Linked DNA regions of Mus musculus: regions 2, 3 and 4 are each linked to region 1. The links are chromatin contacts, called in public Hi-C and targeted proximity ligation maps. All regions are on one chromosome and are shown on one strand. The core of a region is the stretch at or near the end of the contact, and the rest is flanking DNA. Distances in the headings are between cores, read along the strand shown. Region 1 holds the start of Ppp1r14b (protein phosphatase 1, regulatory inhibitor subunit 14B). Region 2 overlaps Nrxn2 (neurexin II). Region 3 overlaps Nrxn2 (neurexin II). Region 4 has its middle 97 kb from the start of Gm32245.

Evidence for each region. Hi-C and Micro-C count contacts between places; a contact is called where the count stands out from the background.
Region 2: a Hi-C map of cortical neurons shows a contact between it and region 1, with 2.7 times the contacts expected there. A contact is called at or near these places in 16 of 39 promoter capture datasets (the 3T3-L1 cell line, 3T3-L1-derived adipocytes, the C10 cell line and 8 more), 2 of 484 Hi-C or Micro-C datasets (both in cortical neurons), 24 of 130 datasets of targeted methods (the NIH/3T3 cell line, PVALB interneurons, T-cell acute lymphoblastic leukemia and 16 more) and 2 of 9 other capture datasets (embryonic stem cells and macrophages).
Region 3: a targeted proximity ligation map of embryonic stem cells shows a contact between it and region 1, with 9 read pairs. A contact is called at or near these places in 14 of 39 promoter capture datasets (the 3T3-L1 cell line, the C10 cell line, cranial neural crest and 6 more), 12 of 130 datasets of targeted methods (PVALB interneurons, embryonic basal ganglia, embryonic brain and 7 more) and 1 of 9 other capture datasets (embryonic stem cells).
Region 4: a contact with region 1 is called in a targeted proximity ligation map of bone marrow-derived macrophages, with 5 times the contacts expected there. A contact is called at or near these places in 4 of 39 promoter capture datasets (the C10 cell line, the HPC-7 cell line, cranial neural crest and 1 more), 1 of 484 Hi-C or Micro-C datasets (embryonic stem cells), 8 of 130 datasets of targeted methods (T-cell acute lymphoblastic leukemia, bone marrow-derived macrophages, embryonic stem cells and 1 more) and 2 of 9 other capture datasets (adipose tissue and macrophages).

Annotation. Positions count from the first base shown.
Region 1 is chr19:6,973,747-6,976,390 of GRCm38.p6, forward strand. It overlaps Ppp1r14b (protein phosphatase 1, regulatory inhibitor subunit 14B), which reads left to right and starts at 1,302. Exons shown (of 4, transcript NM_008889.2): 1 at 1,302-1,760. The coding sequence starts at 1,503. It also overlaps a transcript of Plcb3 not described here.
Region 2 is chr19:6,490,943-6,493,586 of GRCm38.p6, forward strand. It overlaps Nrxn2 (neurexin II), which reads left to right. Exons shown (of 23, transcript NM_001205234.2): 15 at 542-732; 16 at 1,894-2,067; 17 at 2,394-2,513. It overlaps Gm52381 (a long non-coding RNA gene), which reads right to left. Exons shown (of 2, transcript XR_003952843.1): 2 at 62-1,600. Among named protein-coding and RNA genes, the nearest start is that of Gm52381, 5.0 kb to the right of the region's middle.
Region 3 is chr19:6,514,307-6,516,950 of GRCm38.p6, forward strand. Nrxn2 (neurexin II) reads left to right here. Exons shown (of 23, transcript NM_001205234.2): 21 at 2,617-2,644. Among named protein-coding and RNA genes, the nearest start is that of Gm52381, 18 kb to the left of the region's middle.
Region 4 is chr19:6,662,427-6,665,070 of GRCm38.p6, forward strand. No RefSeq gene overlaps it. Among named protein-coding and RNA genes, the nearest start is that of Gm32245, 97 kb to the left of the region's middle.

The DNA of each region.
Region 1 (2,644 bases), core at 52-2,551:
CACGAGTTTTCCCGTTTAATGTTCCCCACAGCCTTCAGAGGAAGTCCATCGGTCCCCCCCCCCCCACCCACCACCTCTTTTCGGTCGTTTGTTCAACCAATAGGATGGAGAGTCCTTTGCCTGAGTCTGAGAGTTTTTCGAGCTAGAATTCGGTATGGACCTAATAGTGTCCTAATGCCTGTAGGTTTGACAAGGAGCACGCTGACCCAAGCTAAGGTATCAGCAGAGTCCTCAGAGCTCTGGCCCACCAAATTTTCGCTTTCTAGCAGAAAGACAAAGGAATGAATGAAACAATTTAAAGATGCAGACAGAATAAAGGAAGACTGGAAGGTGGCCTCCTAAAGTGTGAAGGATCGAGAAGTTACTGGGTGAACTAGCTTGCTGTCCCTACAGCAGAACAGGCAGGGGTCCCAATAAACGCTCATTTGGGGTCAACTGCTATTATTACCTTTATCATTGTGAGTTTTGGCTTCCCCACATGCTAGCTCTTTGCACCCGAGTTTCCTCCTTTGCACACGCTCAAGCTGCGGGGCGCCCAGGGCCTCGCCCAGCACAATCCTGCCAGCTCAGAGGGGCGCGCCCCAAACAAGTTTGCGCTTCAATGCGGGCTCTGCAGCTGGGAGGGGCAGCATCGACGAGCCGCTGACTACATTGCCCACAATACCACGCGCGCCGCCATCTCAGCCGGTGGGCGGTGGTCGTCCCAGTCCTGGCTATTGTAAGCCAAACGGCCAAATCTACACGCCCCCACCCCGAGCTCTTCCTTGAGGGGCGTGAGACCAGACCAAGTAGGGCATCCCGGCCGGCACCTGGGCAGTGCCTGGACCCCTTTACACCTCCGATCCCCGGAAGCCCTGTCCACGTGTCGACCCATGCGCGGAAGTTCTCTCGCCCCTTGATGACCAAGGGTCCCGCACGTTCCTCACCGCATCTGCGCCCACACCGTCTCATGCCTAGACTGTCTGTTTCTACCTTAGTGACAGAATGAAACAGGGTCAGAAGAGGACTATGGTCCTAGTGGCGTGAAGATCCAGGCATCCGACACCTAGAAGTCTAGGTTTGAGGCCAGAGGTTAAGTTATAGGAAACCGGACAGACAGTCCCCAAACCCGGCAAAGTAGATCCTCCCCTATCCCCTTTCAGGAGGCGGGGTTGGGGAGAGGGGGCCTGAAGCGGGGCTGGCCCTTTAAGGGGGTGTGGTCGGGGGGCGGGGGAAGAGAGCAAGACAGAGAAAGCGGCAGCGGCGGCGGCTCGGGCGGCGGCCGCGGGGGACAAAGGGCGGGCGGATCGGTGGGGAGGGGGCGGGGCGCGGCCAGGCCAAGCCCGGGGGCTCCGCATGCTGCAGCTGCCCCCGGGCGCCCCCGCCGCCGCCCTCGCCGCGGAGCTGCGCGGAACGGAGCCCGCGAGCTAACCGGAGCCAGCGGCCGGGAGCCAGCCGGCGGGCGTCCGGGAGGCGGCGGCGCAGGGAGGGGCCCGAGCGCGCACGTGGCCCCGGCGGCCGCCATGGCGGACAGCGGCCCCGCGGGGGGCGCGGCGTTAGCTGCCCCGGCCCCCGGGCCGGGCAGTGGCAGCACAGGGCCCCGAGTCTACTTCCAGAGTCCCCCTGGGGCCGCAGGCGAAGGCCCGGGGGGCGCTGATGACGATGGCCCGGTGAGACGGCAAGGGAAGGTCACCGTCAAGTACGACCGCAAGGAGCTACGGAAGCGCCTCAACCTGGAGGAGTGGATTTTAGAACAGCTCACGCGACTCTACGACTGCCAGGTGTGCTCCCCACCCCGCGCGGATACCCTAAAATCGGCCCTAAGTCGGTCTGTCTCCAGAGTCAATGGGAGCTCTGCTGCCAAGCCACCGGTCTTGCACTCGCCGCTCCCAGTGAGTGTGCGCTCTTTCTTGCCTGACCTAAGACACTCTAGCTTTCTCCGCTGCCCGGGACCTTGCGTCCTTCGTGGTACTGCCTCAGGTTAAGCATAGTGTCCTCGCCGAGTCTAGAAGAACTAGATAGCCTGCTGGAGGCAGGGGTCTAGCTTGGGCTAACAGTGAAAGGTCTAGTCTAGTCTGGGCTAGCATCGACACTAGTTGAAAGGTACTAGTTTAACTGTCTCAAGTGTTACAAAGGATCTGAGGAGTTGTTGTGGGCTAGCCTGCCATTCTGTCTACAGAGACAGGTTAACCAGCTCTCCCAGCTCTGGTTCTCCACCCCATGTTCCTTGCTTGTTCAGATGGTGACTCAGGCCCCCAGGGGTAGGGTGGAGGAGTGGGCCTGCCCTCTAATGCCTACCCTAGCCCAGCCCTGGAATGCAGCTGGCTCCAAGTGTGATAGCTGTACCCTTGGGGAGGGGGGTGTACCCCTTTCTCCTCAAAGCATGGGCTCTTTGTTTCCCCTTTATCAAGCATGGGTCTTTCACACTGACCCCTCACCCTCACTTCCTCCCCCCCCCCCCAGGAAGCTGTGACAGGTGTTTGGGGGAGGGGAGGGCTGTGATGAACTAGGACAGCTGGCCCACCAGTGCTCTGGTGAGCCGGAGGTCCCGGATGCTGAGAAGGCACATCTGCTAGGTTCAAAGCCCAAGGTCCCCAGCCCTGTCTGTCTGGCGCCCCTGGTGCCCACTGGCAGGGACAGGAAGTTCCCCCTCATTGGGCAATTT
Region 2 (2,644 bases), core at 74-2,573, 480 kb before region 1:
GCTGACCCCGATAGAGCTCCTCCCTGGCCTTTGGGAAGGTTCAACACACCCAGACATCAGGTCAAGAGCCACATCTTTAGTCATCAGCCAGGAGGGTCCCTCTGCAGCCAAGATGGAGAAGCCCAACCCTGCTTCTGGGCTGTTGGCTCCTCGGCCACTTCCTTGCCAGGGTTCCCAGTCACGTCCCTTCTCTGGCCACTGTCCTCTTTATGGCAGAAGTCAGCCAAGTCTTTCTCTTGCCCTGGAGAATTGCGCCCTCAAGTAGTTCAGACCCTGCTTCTAGGGGACCCCTACTGTATTACCAAAACTCCCCTTCTGTCAGGTCCTCTTTTGGGGGCCAAGAGCAAGTGCTTCCGTGACCTCCCTGGGACAAGACTTCATGCCTCAAGCTTCCAGTGCCATTTTTTGGTCCCTTCCCATGGGATCCCTTGTCTACCCCTCTGCCCCAGGCCCCTGGTTTTTCTGCCAGCAGTAGCTCATTCTCGCCTGGCATCTCTGTGGTGCCCGTCTGATCTGGTGTTTCCTCCCTACCGTGGGGCAGGTACATCCACTACGTGTTTGACCTGGGAAATGGCCCGTCCTTGATGAAGGGAAACTCAGACAAACCAGTCAATGACAACCAATGGCACAATGTGGTGGTGTCCAGGGACCCAGGCAACGTGCACACACTGAAGATCGACTCCCGCACAGTCACGCAGCATTCCAACGGTGCCCGAAATCTGGATCTCAAAGGTGGGGCTGGAACCTCTGGAGAAGGCCAGCCTTACCCCAGACCCCCTTCTCCATTGAGATCAATCCCCCGCCCCCTGAAAGGGGGTCAAGGCCGCTCTCCCTCACCCCTCTTTCCTGTTCTCCATGGTGTCTGGCTGACATTTCCCACCTGTGTCTTACTGGGCTCTCCTGTGAAGCCACTTCAGATGGAGCACTGGCCAGGCTATTTCCCACCAGGGTCCCACCATCTCCAGTGACTGTACAGCAGTCACTGAAATTGTCACTGCCAGTCCCCAGTGTAGGTGGCCGAGAGGAAGAGGAGGAAAATGAATAACAGGAGGGGTAGGGGGAGAAGGAGGTGGTGGACTGGGCATTGGAACAGGAGACGTAGGCTGCAGCTATTTCAGAGCCATCTGGGGTCCACGAGACCTCCTTGCACACACATGCCTGGAGCATCCCTTAGCTTTACGGGCTCCACGTGTGTCCGTGTAACCCAAACTGTCAAAACCTGGGGAAGACCTTCAGAGACAGTGGATTCACCTCCCGAGTCCTCAGATCCAGCAGCTTGGTTGGCAGTGCTGCAAATTCACCTTGCTCCCAGGAGAGGGCGATGTGTTACAGAGACTCAGAAGTGGCAGCAGATCCGGGACCCGGGCTTCAGCTATGATGTCCAGGGCTGCCGAAACTCCAGTAGACATGCAGGAGAACTAGGGCCCACGCGGGAGATTAGACATCTCTGAGGAAGGCCTCCCCCAAGAACCCCAGTTGTCAGGAGGACATCAGAGAAGAGAAGGCTGCTGAGAGAAGGCCTGCGGTTCTGGGAAACAAGTCTTTGGGAAGGAGGCAGCGGGGGCGGAAAGGCTGTAGAGCCGCGCATCCATGAAAGGCCCTGATTACAGGACGGAACTGGAATCAAGCGTGTAGGAGAGAACATGGAGCGGGTCCCTCCAGCTGCCCCCCACCCCCACTACCCCAGGCATCTGGCTTCTGAGGGAGGGGAACACACAGATGGCGAAGGGAAGAGAAGAGGAAGAGGTGGTGTTGGTGGGGAAGCTGAGGTTTGCTGTGTCTGTTAGGGATACCATGAGCCTTTCAGGTGTCTGGAGGACCCAGTGGTAGGGTGTCAGCATCCGGGGACAGGGGTAGGGACAAGGTGGGGTGTTGATACCACTGCCTTTGCAGGGGAGTTGTATATCGGTGGCCTGAGCAAGAATATGTTCAGCAACCTGCCCAAGCTGGTGGCCTCTCGGGATGGCTTTCAAGGCTGCTTGGCTTCTGTGGACCTCAACGGACGCCTCCCAGACCTCATCGCTGACGCCCTGCACCGCATCGGGCAGGTGGAGAGGGGCTGTGATGGTGAGTGTGGGCAGTGTGGGGCAGTTAGGTGTGGCCCTGAGGCTGACAGGGGCCTCCTCATGAGCCTGTCCCAAGAGCTCTGGGACAAGGCAGGCAGGCAAAGGACGACCACATACTCTCCCTGTTGCCTCCCACCCCGACTACTAGCCAGAAGCCTAGCAGTCTTTGAGTGCCCCCTGTTCTATCCCACCCCATCATCCCAGTTAGTATCTGGCCCTTCTAGTCTGACGGATCAAAGGGCAGAGCCTCTGGCTGGTTGGGGGAACATCTACAGCCCCTGGGCACGTGGCTAAGCCTGGGGCGTTTCTCCTTCCTGCTCTTTCCAGGCCCTAGCACCACCTGCACCGAAGAGTCTTGTGCCAACCAGGGCGTCTGTCTGCAGCAGTGGGATGGTTTTACCTGTGACTGTACTATGACTTCCTATGGAGGCCCTGTCTGCAATGACCGTGAGTGCCAGCAGGGCTGGGCTGTGGGTGCTGCCATCCTATCCTCAGTCACAGGAACTGTCTGGGTGGGAAGAGGAGGAATTTTTGCTTCCTTCTGCTCCTCCATCACCACAGAGGTCATAGAGGCTAGT
Region 3 (2,644 bases), core at 50-2,549, 460 kb before region 1:
GGGAAGGTGGTGCTCTCTTAGGAATCCATAGAGGTCTCTGCCTGCTGGTTTGATGAGGAAGACAGAGCAGGTCCCCCAGAGGCCCTTATGCGAAAGTGAGGTGGTACTGCTGTGTGAGAGGGAGAAGGGTCCTTGTCACCAGAAGTTGGGGGCCAAGGGCACAGCCATGTCATTCCCGTTGGAGGAGGGGCAAGCTCTGTACCTCTAAGGCTAAACTCTAGTGGGGAGCAGAAGCACTAAAGCCCACGTAACCAGCTGATAACTGTGCATTAAATGTCCACGGGGCTTCCCCCGCCCCCGACTAAATCCCCCCATGTAACCTTCAGCCCCTGCACCCAGGGGACTAAACACGCTGATAACCAGATGTCATAAACTCACAGCAGGACAAAAAGGTTAAAGGGACTGTAACAGACATCGCTAAAACCTGCAGCCCCCAGCCACACTGGGCCGCTCTCTCCAGCGGGGTGAACTTTAACCCTTTGAGGTGTTAATGGCAGGCGTGGGCAGGGGCCACAGAGGCCATGGCTTCCTCTCTTTTACCCACCCTCCCCTCCTAGAATCAGAGAGGCTGAGGGAGGAGCCTGGGCTGAGGATGGGACAACTTGTGATGCTCCCCCCACCCCCTTCCCAGGGTAGGTTGGGAGTGCTGTTCAGAGAAGATAATCTAGGGGCTGAGGAAGGGAAGAACTCCTTGCCTTCCACTGTGGCAGCCATACTTCTCCTGAAACTTGTATCTACTCTTCTAGAAAATGGCAGGTTGAACTTCCCGAAGAGGAGGAGGAGGAGGTCACTCTTGGTGTGGCCTTTGGCCCGGGTCTGACCCCGTGAGCCTCGCTCCCTCCTTGGTTTTTGCTCCGCCCTCTCCAAGTGCACCTTGGGAGGAATAGGAACAGGCGAGTCTAGGGCAGGGCTAGGTGTCCCTGGAGTGATGTTTTATTTTAAGTTGCTGGGATACAGTAGGTGCTCAATAAATGTCTGTGGGATGGCTCCATGTTGTACTTCCAAAACATGCCTGGAGCAGCAGTTCCAGGGGGCACCTCACAATAAAGAGACCTGTAGCCAGGTGGGCTTGGAATGGAGCAGGCCTCCTCCTTTTGGAAGCCCACATTACGTTAGTTTTGTAAGGCTCTGAGAAGGGAATCTGCTTAGTGGAGAACTCATCTGACCCTTCTCTCCTTGTTTTTTCTTATAATTTTTATGAAGCAGCCCTCCACGTTTGTGGGCCGGGCCCAGCCTTAAATGAGAAAATGCAAAGGGGACATCTTTACTTCAGCCGGAAGTGGGAGGGTCTTGGGGGAGGAGCGTCTAAGTAAGAGCAGGAAGTAGGAGGGTCTTGGGGGAGGAGCGTCTAAGTAAGGAGCCCAAGGAGACAAGCTAGTGAACCTTCTTTGGCTGGATAGGTGTTTTGGGGGGTCCTGAGAGCCTGTGATTTCTAGAGAGGGTATGTGTCACAAGTTGGACTATCTCAGCCCAGGTTTGGGGGGCAGGGCTCCCAGGATCCTAACTTTAAACCAGATCTCTAATGAGGCACTAACCAGAAGCTAACAAGGGCTAAGCCAGGCCTTAAATGAAAGCAGCTAAAGGTCCGTGGGAGAGTGGGGCAAAGTCATATTCCATCGGCCCCCTCCCCAATAACATAAAAACCAAAGCTAAATCTAAACTTAAACATAATAAATGTCTTTTCTAAAAAAACAAAAACAAAAAAACAAAAAACAAACCAAAACCAACAAACTCAGAGGGTTAAACTGACCCCCAGGTCGACTAAAACCAAAGCAAGCAGCCGAGCCTCACATGGGGGTCATCAGAGGTGTCTAACACTGCCACACGCAGAGCCAGACTGGAGCTGGAGCAGTGATTTTGGCTGTCAGTGAGCGAAGCAAGGTCCCTTTAACATTTTCCATATCTGGGCTTGCACGTCCATCTTGGGGGAAGGGTTCAGCTCACTGGGGCCTGCTCCCAGGGCAGTGGCTGGACCTCGGAGGCTGGGCCTCAGCTGGGCAGTAGGAGCTAAGCAGCCGGGCCAGCCATCACCCGGTGCTAATGGGCGGGGCCAGCCTGGAGCAGACTCACACAATCTGTCCCTCATCTTGCTGCTTCTTCTGCTCACACTCACAAACTCCGCCTTAGCCTGGCAGGACACCCTCCTGTCTCTGTCTCTGCTGCCACCGCCTACTGCTTTGGAGGATACCATGGCTTGAGGCTGGACATTGGATGGGATGCTTGGGAGAATAGAGAGAGAAGATGGGGGTGGAACTGAAGGATAAGGACGCGGGGGTGATCGCCCCGGAGTGGGATCGGTGGGGTACGGGTGTAGATGGAGAGGCATGTGCATGGTGGGGATAGGGGGTGACCAGGCTCCCTTTCCCGACCCATGTGTGCCCTGGCGACCCTCTCCTGTGGGGGGTCCCACAAGGCCGGGCTAGGGGTTCTGGTTAACAATGACTTTCCCTTGGTTGTCTGCCTCTTCCTCATTCCTTTCCCCACCTGTGTGCTGGCTTCCTCCTGGCTCCCACATTCCTCCCCGTCTTCTCTCCACTCTCCATCCCTTCTTCCTGGCCTCCCTGGACTGCCTGCCTCTCCCCTGTCTTCCCCCCTCACCCCATCCCCAACCCTCAGGACGCCAGCTGACCATCTTCAACAGCCA
Region 4 (2,644 bases), core at 90-2,589, 310 kb before region 1:
CGGCTGGGACAAGTCCCTAGAGGGTAAGGGCAAAGGTCAGGGAAGGGAGGGGCTCAATAAACACTGTGGATTATCTCTCTCAGAATGAGTGTTGAAGTTTAATCCCCATTATGAGAGATTAAGAGATACAGGGCTCTCCCTCCCAAGTGGATTAATCCACTCCTGTGATTAATGGATTGATGAGTTAGTTATCTCCAGAGTGGCCCTGTTATAGAAGCCAGCTGGCCAGATCTCAGGAGAGCCCTGCTTCTTGCCATGTGATGCCCTGTGCAACCTTGGGATTCTGCCAACAAGAACATCATAGATGCTGCCCCTTGACCTTGGACCAGACCCATGAGCCAAAATTAACCTCCTTTCTTGATTGCTTACCCAGCCCGTGGGTTTGTGTTATCAGCAACAGAAAAAGACTAAGACAGAAGGAATGTGACCTTAGAGCTAAGTCCAGCCCTGGACAGATCCAGGGAGGCTTGGGGACATCAGTTGTACACGAGACTTCTCCAGATCTGAGGGAGGGTCCAGCTTCCTGGCCATTGCATTAGTTAGCCATTGACTGTGGGCTATATCCAGAGCCTGCCAGACATGGCCCTCCGTGGAGGGCCCTTCACCACAGAAGGGAGATCTGGTTGGGATGCCAGGAGAAACTGCCAGACAGAGCACGTATGTCCCAGAGCGCAGCCGTCTCCTCTGCTGCCTCAGGCTTATCCACTGATCAATCACCATTCCACTGTCTCTGGTGCGTGTCAGTCACCCATCCAACATGTCCCCAAGTAACAGGGGACACAAATCAAGTTCTGAGAGATGCCTCACTGTGATGACACCCTTCTGGCTTCCTGGAGGGGAAAACAAAAAACAAAAACCTTCCCCATCCCAGCCTACCTCTGGGGTGCCACCCTGACAATCCAGGGGGGTCATCTAGGAGCCGAATGGCCGAATGGGTTCGAAGCCACAGTGTTTCCTTAAAGCCTCCACTAATAAGAAGCAGGTTCCCCTGCGACCCGAGCATGAGCTGCATTTGAGCCCTGAGCTGCACCTCTCCCTCCTACCCACATTTATTCTCCAAGCACTGCTCCTGCCCCCACCCCCAGGCAGTGGTGCTACACTGGGAGCCAGGAACCAAGTGGTCGAGAGCGCCATCTGGTGGGTGAGAGGGCAAGTCACTAGAAGGGACGGGAGAGCCAGGATTGCGATCCATCTATCCCCATGCCTTATCGCAGAGAAGGCTAGGCAAGGAGCTAGGCTGCAACGGAATTAAAGGAAAAAGAGGAAAGGGAAGAGGGGCCAAGGAGCTTCCCCGGGGATGCCTGGACACCTGTTCCAGATGCCTCTGCCTGCCACTCGAGGGAATGGCAAATCACCCAGGACACACCCAGGTCACGCCGAGGTCAGTCTCTGCCCTTTCTCTCTCTTCTGGAGCATTTAAATCCGGTTTTTGTTGGTTGGTTGGTTGACTTGTTCTGAGGCAAGGTTTTATTTAGCCATGGCTTGCCTTGAACTCCTGATCCTTCAGCCCCATTCCTAGCCCCCACCCCCCACCCCCACCCCAAGTTCTGGGACCACAGGCATGTGCCACCATACATGGCTAAGGGGTCATGTAAAAATCCATTTGCAGGCTCATAAGATGATTCAAAGTGCCACAGAGACTGATAACCAGTGAATTCAATCCTGGGGTTCCTGCAAGCTGTCCTCTGACCACCACCACACATATGCACTGTGGCATGAGCAGGCACGCATACAGATACACATACACCAGATAAATATACACTTATTTTTCTAAATTCTGTCTGTTTATTTACAAGAAAACTGGTAAAAAGGTTTTCAGAAAAGGAGCCACGGTCATCTTCACCATCAGCAGCAGTATCCCCTTTGAGAAGGTTCCAGCTAGTGGGGTGTCTATGTAACCTCTCAGCCCTTTAGGGATCCCAGAGTCTGCTAAGCTGGCTAGAGGGTGGACGTCCGAGCTCTGACCTTCCCCTGTGCAGACACATCTGTGGGGCAGAATGGAGGCACTACACGGCTGGAGATGACACATGCCCTGGGCTCTTGCCCTCTGGTTCTGAGAAGGTGAGAGGAAGTGGCTCCATCTGCCCAGGAACACTTGTTAAAGGCGTACAAAGAGACCACCAAGTCTTTCACTTCTCAATTTATACACTTCTCCAAAAGCGTGGTGGTATCTAGAGCTAGCGGGGCTTTGGGGTTTGATCTCATTTTTTTGTATTTTTCAAGTTAAAATGCAGTTGGGAGCCCCAGGCATTGTGTGCCTTGGGACAGAAGAACATGTCATCCCCTGTGAAGAGCAAGCTCGATCAAGCCTGCACTGGGGGGTCTGCACACAGCGCTGTGTGGGCGCCACGGATCCCTGAGTGTCTTGCCATCCTTGCCTTTCTCACTCCCATGGCTCAGCGGAGGACCTGCCACAGAGGCAGTCACAACCAGCAACCTAAAACAGGTGCTGTCTGGCCCTCCACAGAAAAGGTTGGTCACTGGGCCAATAAGATGGCTCAGCTGGTAAGGGCACCTGCTTCGAAGCCTGATGACCTGAGTTTGGTTCCAGGGACCCACCTGGTAGAGAGGATGATTCTGCAGGCAGTCTTCTCCGAACACCTCACACGTGCTGTGGTGTGTACTACACAAGCACGTGAACACA